Regions from separate parts of the Zea mays genome. Here all the other regions are linked to region 3. Evidence: chromatin contacts called from public Hi-C data. All regions are on one chromosome and are shown on one strand. Each heading gives the region's core, a stretch centred on a gene start, on an enhancer-like site or on the middle of the called end of the contact. The rest is flanking DNA. Distances are from core to core; before and after follow the strand shown. Region 1 holds the start of LOC100283074 (rad1-like protein). Region 2 holds the start of LOC103629429 (alpha/beta-Hydrolases superfamily protein). Region 3 holds the start of LOC100273426.

Region 1 (2,729 bases), core at 149-2,648, 230 kb after region 3:
TAAATGAACATATATAACAGCCAAACCTGTAAAACGGACCTGCAAGTCGCCATGACCTTCGCCTTTCAGTATAACCGTTGGAGGATCTGGTTGCATTCGAATCTGGATGCTGGAACCTGGCCATTCGAGGTCGTCGATCGTTTCTTTCAGGACGGCGGACTGGAATTTCAGGCAGCGAATCATATTATTCATCGTGAACTAAAATAACATAGTGCCAACAAATATACAGGGCGCGTCGAGACAGACTACCTTGACGGTAAAACTGACTGGACTATTCCCAGCATGCTCAAAATGGTAATCCCAGGAGACTGTGTCTGGAATTCTGGTTCTGATTTCTGCGTACAGGCATGCATCAGCAGAGCCCACAGACCTGCATTGACATGACAAGAGTCCCTCGAATGAGAATTTTTTATTCTTCTAAATGCTTTGAACTGCTTAGGTTACATATATCTTTGTATCCAATTAAACATCTCAAAGGTTAATAGAGAAGTGTTTCTTTAGTATAGACCAAGGGTCATATGATGTTGAGAAGTATGAGTTACAGCCGCATGAGTTTCAGCGGTTGCTCTAAACAAACAAACATTCTTAGATTCAGTTACATGCATAGAGAACCAGCTATTATCAGCCAATTATTAAAAAAAAACAAATGTGTCCATGTGACCTCTTCTCCCCACCCTAAATGGGACCAGGCCGGGACCCCACATGCACAAGACAAGAATCTTGATAGATTATAGGCACCAGCGCGCAGAGAGCATGCATACATACTTGAGGAGAAGCTGCATGTCGGGGCCAGGGTAACGGATCTCGACGGCGGACGCGTGGCCTGGCGATGAGAAGATGTTGAGGCAGTCGACGAAGAGACCCAGGCTGAGGCCGAACCGCTGCCTCCCGTCCCCCGCATAGTCGTACTCTACGAACAGCTGAGAGATTCCCGAACATGTCAGAGGTCGGGGCGCCCAGGCATAAATACAAACAGCTGACGCGCAGACAGAGGCAGCGGCGCACCTCGCGCTTGAGGAAGACCTTGGCCTGGAGACAACCGCTCTCCTCTACGGAGAGAACGATCCCGTGCTCCGACAGCTCCATCACCGCGTCCTACGCCACGGGAAATCCGGGGCTCGGGATTAGGATTTGGGAGCCGAGCCGGGGCGGGGCGGGAGGCGGTCCAGCGATAGATTCACGGACGGACCTGGTGGCGCTTCCAGCGGACCGAGGAGAGCGCGTCCACCATGCCGTGGACGCAGTCGATCTGGCAGACGAGGTCCGGCGCGTCGTCGTCGCGGCCGGGCGTCGACGAGCTCATCGCTGCTCACAGGTGGCCTGCTGGCGGGTGTTGCGTTTGGCGTTTGAGGTTTGCTTTGCGCGCGCCCTCCCCAGAATCCGAAGAGAATAACGACGTCTCTCGCGGGAACTAACCGGGAAGTTCGCCTCATTTTGATGGACAAGTTGTTCGTTTCGCTGGAATGAGGGGGTGTAATATATCTGGCTTTGATTTCTTCAATAATTACTATAAATTTTGGAGATTTGAAATTAATTCTGGTCTGTTTTAGCAGAAACGAATGGGCCCTTAAGTCGTTGACGCGGATGGGAACGCGCACGGCCCACTGGGCTTTGGGCTGAAGGGTTGTGCGGTTTGCTATCAGTGGTCCGATATTAGTGGGTTTTAGTAGTGGACCTAAAAAGAAATATATATGGTAGCGGTTTTTAAAACGAAAATGTCCATTTTATCTATGTCCTCTAGGGCGAACTAGTACTACCAATGGATAGGCCCGTTTTTTCTTAGACAAACATAAAAGTCTCTTCTGGTATACTAAGGGGGTGTTTGATTTTCTGATATTTAATTACTCTATTTAGTGCCTAAATTGCTAAAACAATGACTATAATCCCTCTTTTAGTCTATGTTTTTGCTAATTTAGGGAAGAGATTAAAAATTAGTCTCTAGAAACCAAACATCCCATTAGACAAACTACTCATGTTACCCACTTTTGATCTCTTTCTTTACTTTTATGATTTATTCCTTTATTAGAAAAAGTAGCTTTCTTTATTTGTAGTGGAGTATCTTTTCATAATGATTATTTTTCAAAGAACTTACTTCCTAGATTTTGAGAAGCCGGGACATTGCCGGCTAGGGGAAGAGGACATTTGATCAAGACAAATAACAATTAGTCATGATTAGGGACAAAGCTCAACTAGTGTATGTAATGTTTGACTCGATCGTTATTCTCTTCGGATTATGGGGAGGGCGGTCAACCGACCTCATGGTGCAGGAAACAAAGGAACCAATGGCGATGTCTGCATTTATTGAAAAAATGTTTCAATGCATAGATAGTATATACGTTTTGCATAGAAGATATGAACTCGAACAATATTTATTCCTTTATAAAAAGGATTATTTCTACAACAATTTGCATGACAGATTGTGCTAATAAAGCCTTAATGAATAACTAGCAACGGGAATAATGTCTATCCGCTTCATATAAATGTGACTAGTGAATGGACAAAAAGTTCATAAACCCTAACAAAATTAATAAATGTGGGTGTTCATGTGTTGGAAATTTTTTTAAAACTCTATTGGACTGAAATTGCATTGATTAAGTTCCCTGCTAATGTGATCCATATGACATATAGCTGTCTGAATGTGAATATATACCATAAACCCTAACCATAGATAATGTATCAAAAACGACACCGACGCTAGTAACACCAAATACGATAATTTATCTAGTAGT
Region 2 (2,756 bases), core at 15-2,514, 200 kb after region 3:
GCATCACGTACTGCGCCGCCGACTCGGCCTCCGACTCCGGCACCGGGAAGTATGGCGGAGCGAGGAGGGTGAGCGACTTGACGGCGGCGGGGTACTTGACGGCGAGGGCGAGCGCGAGGACGGAGCCGAGCGAGTGCGCCACCACGTGGAAGGAGCCGAGGCGGTAGCGCCGCAGCACGGAGCGCTCGATCATCTCCACGTGCTCGCGCAGCGTGTACAGCGATTCGGCCGGCTTGGGGCTGCGCCCGAACCCCAGCAGGTCCACGGCGAACATCCGATACCGGGACCGCGCGGCGGGGCTGAAGGCCGGGAACACCGTCTCCGTCCAGAACGCGGACGACGAGATGAAGCCGTGGATGAACACCACGTCCTCCGTCTCCACTGCCATCGGCATCGCCGGCGGCGCCTGGACGTGCACGTAGAGGTGGGACAACGACGCGGGGGACGTCCCGCTCCAGGCGTGGCACACCTTGCAGTCGCAGTCAGACCAGCACGGCGCCTGCCGCGGCGCGCGGTCCGTCTTCTCGCGGATCAGTGCCGCGATGGCGGCGGGGCTCACGGTGAGCGCAGGGGCGACGCCGTCGCCGCCGGCTCGGGTGGCGTCGGCCAGCAGCGACGGCCGCGCGTACAGCGTGTCCGACACGTCCTCCAGCTGCAAGTGCAACCTGGCGGGCGACGCCGCCGACAGCCGCACCACCTTGGGCTTGGGGGGCAGCTGCTGCGCCACGCGCGGGTCCGCCGCCGCGGAGCAGTAGCACGGCCTCCACTCCGCCTCCGCCGCGTAGTCCGCCAGCTTGTACGCCAGGCACAGCACCACGTCCAGCACGTCCAGCGCCGAGAACACCACGAAGCTCACCGCGCAGTTGAGCGCGCGCCCGGCAACGCCCAGCGCCGCCGCCGCCGCGGCCCTCGCACCCCACTCGCCGCCACCACCTCCACCAGCAACTCGAGCTCCCCCCATGCCGCCGGCCGGCGCCGCCTTCTCTTGCCACACGCAGGTCGCGATGTGCATTGCTCGATCGCCCGCGCGCTAGCTCCCCGGCTAGTCGGAGCAAGCAAGCAGATGCCTTTTTGTGAGAAGAGAGGGGTAACGGAGTGATGGCTGATCAGGCAGCCGCCGGGTTTATCGCGGAAGAGGAAACGCGCGCATTAAAGCGCGGTTGGAGGCGGGCGTTGTGGTGTGCGGGAGTCGGGGCTTGGATGCTTGGGTTTAAATACTCGGACGGACTCCCACAGTCCCACTGTACATGTGTGCGCGCGACTCTCCGAGCTCGCCGCGCCTGGCCTGTGGCCTCCGTTGGCTTCGCTGCTTGAGGGGCGGCGGCGGCTGCCAGCTCACAGGCCCACCGCGGCACCGCCACCACCTGAAAGCTACATACGCGTTTGCGCCCACCGGCATCTCAGTTGCGTTTTTCTTTTTCGCTCGCTGAGTCAGGACGAGGATTAACGGTCGCTCATCATTTGGGTTTACAGGTCTAAATTATTAAAATACTGTCCAAATTTATACTAATATAACATACTATACATCACATGTGTAACTCTAATACTCCATAGTTTGTTAATAGACTATATATCACATGTGATGGACTATCTTATGTCGTATTAGACTAACTTATGTCATTTATCTAACTTATGTCACACACCGACAGTAGCACACCACCAAATTGAGCCAAGTTAATGTAGAGCTAGGCGTGCCAAAGTGTCGTCACTGTCGGCGCGGCGGTGCGCGTCAAGCAAATCTGCGCACTCCCGAGGTCGGATCGTGCGGATCCGCCCGGCTGCGCCTTACAGTGTACCTAGAATTTCGCCTTAAAAATAGAGATTGTATTAGAACTGTAAATAAACTTTGCTACTAAACAGGCCCGTATCTGATCCTTGTTGTATGGAATCACCCACCTATATATATATTGTCTAGTAACTCGGCAGCCACACACCGTCCATCATCCCTCCTCCTATCCTATACGAAGGATATGAATCTTTGCCTGCCTTGCTTCATGTGTTTCAGCTGTACAAAACTGGCATTCTTCATCGTGACGAGCTAGAGAGCGAGGGCAGCTCGTTGGCGTCCAAAGATCGAATTCCAGATGTCCAGCTCCATATATCAGTCGTCGTCCAAGTATTGTTACTGCACACATGGGATTGGAATGGAACCATCAATCCACCGCTCGCTCATCATCGATCAAGAAGAAGAGAAGTAGTATGCATGTGAAACAGTACATGCATACTGCAGGCTAGACAGCAACTGCTGAGCAACAAGCAGGAGGGCTGTGGATGACACGTCTTCAGCATGGGGCGGCCGCGGCCGACTGTTCTCCAGCCAACGCCGATGGGTCCAAAGACGTACACCGACCGACCGACCGACCTGCTGGGTCGACGAACGACCGCCGCCATCTCTGGACTCGACCCTACCTATCGTGGATTCGTGGGGGGTCGACGAAGACTGAATAGCTAGCGTGTGGTCGGCCGGACGGAACCGGACAACGATCAGACATCCCTATGGATCGTTGTTGTTGCGTCGAGCCGTCGACAGCAGCAGCATGGGAGCTCCACCGTCTCGTCCCTGCTGCTGACTTGCTTGAGAGAGCCTGAAGCCCATGAACAGATTAATCGCATGAGAGCGAGCACGCAATCTCCCTGTCAGATTTAATTCCATTGCTTGCATTTGGAGAGACCCCCCACTAGTACAGAAAAGCTCTATAGTGGCGGTTATAAACTTATTTTTAGTGGTATTTTTCGTAACCGACAGTGCTAGGAGC
Region 3 (2,933 bases), core at 104-2,603:
TTTTATAGGAATCGATTTTTCTAAAAAAAATCGAATTGAATGTCCATGTCTAATTACACATATACTATTATTATGTAATAGCCAAATTTATAATCATAAAGAGTTGTTTAGTTTCTTAGGTCATGTTTAGAAGTAATCCGGTTTTTTTTGAAACGTGTTTTTATTTATTAGCTAAGAGGAGATATTAGTTTCTTCGAATCCAATTTCTATAAACTGAAATTGTGACTAAAATATAAAATCGAAAGCCATATCACATAAAATATGAATGAAAATCACGATAATCTTGCAAAGTAGTCTTTAATTACAGCTTTTGTAAAACGAGCACGGTGGTCGAGGCCCCTGGATGATAAGAACTCTTTGTCGTGTCGTTTGGGTCAAAAACTCAAAACCCTGCAATTGTGTTTGTCGATGGAAGTCTACGTGGGAATCAATCAAGGCATCAAGCTACGGAATGGAACTGAGTGAGCTTGCAAGTACAAACAGGCTACGCCGCCGCGCGCGCTGCGGCGACCGTCTGGAGCTCTATAAACAGTCGCGTGAGGCAAACAAACACACAAGCACACGGCGGGCGGCCTACACGGCTACGTCGAGGAGCCGACGGGCACGGCGTCGAAGAGCTTGGCGAAGTAGAACTGCGTGGAGATGAAGCCGCGGTTGGCGACGCGCCAGCCGGCCTGGCGGAGCGCGTCCTCGATGTCGGCCTCGGCGTGCAGGTAGGCGCGCGTGGCCTTTGACGGGCCCGGGAACAGCTCGCCCACGCGCTTGAGGAAGTCGAAGTAGAGCGTCCTGGGCGCGAAGCTGATGAGCAGCCGCTTGTCCGCCAGCGACGCGAGGTGGCGGATCATGGCGCGCGCCTCCTCCCGCGGGTAGTGGATGAGCACGTCCAGGCACACCACCACGTCGTACCGCCCCTCCAGGCTCTCCAGGTCGCGGACCTCGAACCGCGGCATCCGGAACGACGACGACGACGACTGCGCCGCCGCCTGCCGCTGCGCCTCCGACACCATGGCCGCCGAGATGTCGGAGGCCAGGACGTCGGCGCCCGCCGCCGCGAGCGGGATGGCCAGCGACCCCGTCCCGCAGCCGGCGTCGCACACGGTGGCGCCCGCCAGCTCCAGCGGGGAATCGCGGAGCATGGCCAGCGCCGCCGCCACCGTCTGCGCGTGGCCCTCGCGGATGTCAAGCTGCACGCGGTTCACGCCCTCCGTTGCCGACCCGTAGATCTTGCGCCACCGCTCGAACCCCGTCGAGTTGAAGTAGGCGCGGACGGCCTCCTTGTCCCCGCCGCCGGCCGCCTCGGCCTGCGAGCGCCGCCGCCGCTCGGGGTCGGAAAGTGACACCGCCGCCGCCAGCGCGGCCGCCGCGGCGGCCGCGGCCGGGAGGGACAGCGCCGGGAAGTCCGCGGCCGGCGGCAGCGCCGCCGCGGTGGTGGCGGGCGCCTTGCGCTGGGGCCGGAGGAGGAGGGAGTGGGGCTGCGTGTTGTGGAGGAGGGAAGGACGTGGTGGGAGGAGGTGAGTGCGGGAGAGCGGCGCGGTAGAGACGCCGGCGCGCGCCATGGCCCGACCGGAGTGAACACCGAGCAGTGGGGTACTGAGGTGAGCCGACTTCGAGTGGTTCGCGGGCGATGGAGTTGGGATTTTGGGATAGGGTTTTTGCGGATTGCCCCTCAAAAATGTTTTTGGTCAAGAAAAAGCGTTCCCACTCCCACGGAACAGAGATTTGGCAAGCGCGGAGGAGGCACGTACGGCACAGAATAAAGAATCGAGCCCACGCGCGAAACGGAATCAGCCAGAAAAGAAACGGGCTGAAGGACGCGAGGCGAGGGGACTTGTACGAAATGGAATTGGGCCCATAAAAGAAATGGGCTGAAGAGTGGGAACCTGGTCAGCGCGGCATCGGGTGCCACCTGGTCACAGGACCCGAATCAGTGTAGGTATATGTGGCTCACTGTTAATTTTTTATGAGAATGGTCCCAATTTTGTTTGGTTTCAGCTACGCTGGGCGTGCTACGCGGGCCGTTCGCTCGGCACTTAGTAAGCATAAATCTCTTGCTATTTAAAATTGAATAGTAAGGATCTTTCTTCCTTATAAAGTTATAGGCCCCTTTCAATTATATTTATTGAGAACTACGTTACTATGGATCCACTCCTTTCCCCGTTAGTAGTAGAGGCACGAGAAGTCATAGAAGCCCGTTCCCTTTCCCAGCAGTCCACACACTCATAGAACACATGAGACACAATATGTAGTGTTGGACCTCTGGCCTCTTTATATCTGTATATTATAAGAGGGTGTACATGTTCCTTATATAGAGATGTGAGACCCCTCAGGAGCAAAGTCGGTATTTGCCTATATAACCCTAACTAGGGTTACTTAACACTCTCCCTTGGGCGAATATCGCGATCAACACATGCCTCGTTAAAACTCCCAAAAACCTAGTGGAAAAATATGGAGAAAGAGTACATGGTGACGCAAATTACATTTGCACTTTGTTGTCTCGTTAAAAACCTTATGTGAGAAACTTCAGAAAAACTCACCAAGGGAAAAAGAGTAACAGCTGCCATTAGGACAAATTTCGATCTTCAGGATCTGGATTCTATAGAATCTTCTATAAGGGCTAAATTTAGAAATGTGCTCCCCCTGATCCTTGTAAAACCGTATCAATATGGCAAAACAACTTCTTCTAGAAGTATATACACCTAGAGATTGTCACAATCGGTTTTGGGGACAAAACCGAATGCATAGCATATGTGTGCCAGGATCCATTTTCTACACATATGTTGATGGCACAAGTGTATATGTATCAAAAGATAATGCAATAAAAGCGTAAAAGGGAGTAGAGTAACTTTATTACATCATCTAGATCATAATACCTTAACAAGTATCATTATCAAAGTACGACAGAATTAAACATGGACACTCTTCCACAGGAAGGT

What was found. A called contact is a pair of places that touch in the nucleus more often than the background predicts.
Region 1: a contact with region 3 is called in a Hi-C map of ear, with 4 times the contacts expected there. The contact joins the promoter of LOC100283074 here to the promoter of LOC100273426 in region 3. A contact is called at or near these places in 8 of 25 Hi-C or Micro-C datasets (bundle sheath, ear, endosperm and 4 more) and 1 of 3 datasets of contacts at active chromatin or transcription factors (leaf).
Region 2: a Hi-C map of endosperm shows a contact between it and region 3, with 3 times the contacts expected there. The contact joins the promoter of LOC103629429 here to the promoter of LOC100273426 in region 3. A contact is called at or near these places in 2 of 25 Hi-C or Micro-C datasets (ear and endosperm).

Annotation. Positions count from the first base shown.
Region 1 is chr6:74,715,486-74,718,214 of Zm-B73-REFERENCE-NAM-5.0, reverse strand. It overlaps LOC100283074 (rad1-like protein), which reads right to left and starts at 1,398. Exons shown (of 7, transcript NM_001155976.2): 1 at 1,190-1,398; 2 at 1,006-1,095; 3 at 766-920; 4 at 250-370; 5 at 40-159. The coding sequence starts at 1,303.
Region 2 is chr6:74,743,146-74,745,901 of Zm-B73-REFERENCE-NAM-5.0, reverse strand. LOC103629429 (alpha/beta-Hydrolases superfamily protein) reads right to left here and starts at 1,264. Exons shown (of 2, transcript XM_008650553.3): 1 at 1-1,264. The coding sequence starts at 1,012.
Region 3 is chr6:74,945,481-74,948,413 of Zm-B73-REFERENCE-NAM-5.0, reverse strand. It overlaps LOC100273426, which reads right to left and starts at 1,353. Exons shown (of 1, transcript NM_001147863.2): 1 at 346-1,353. The coding sequence starts at 1,136. The coding sequence ends at 582.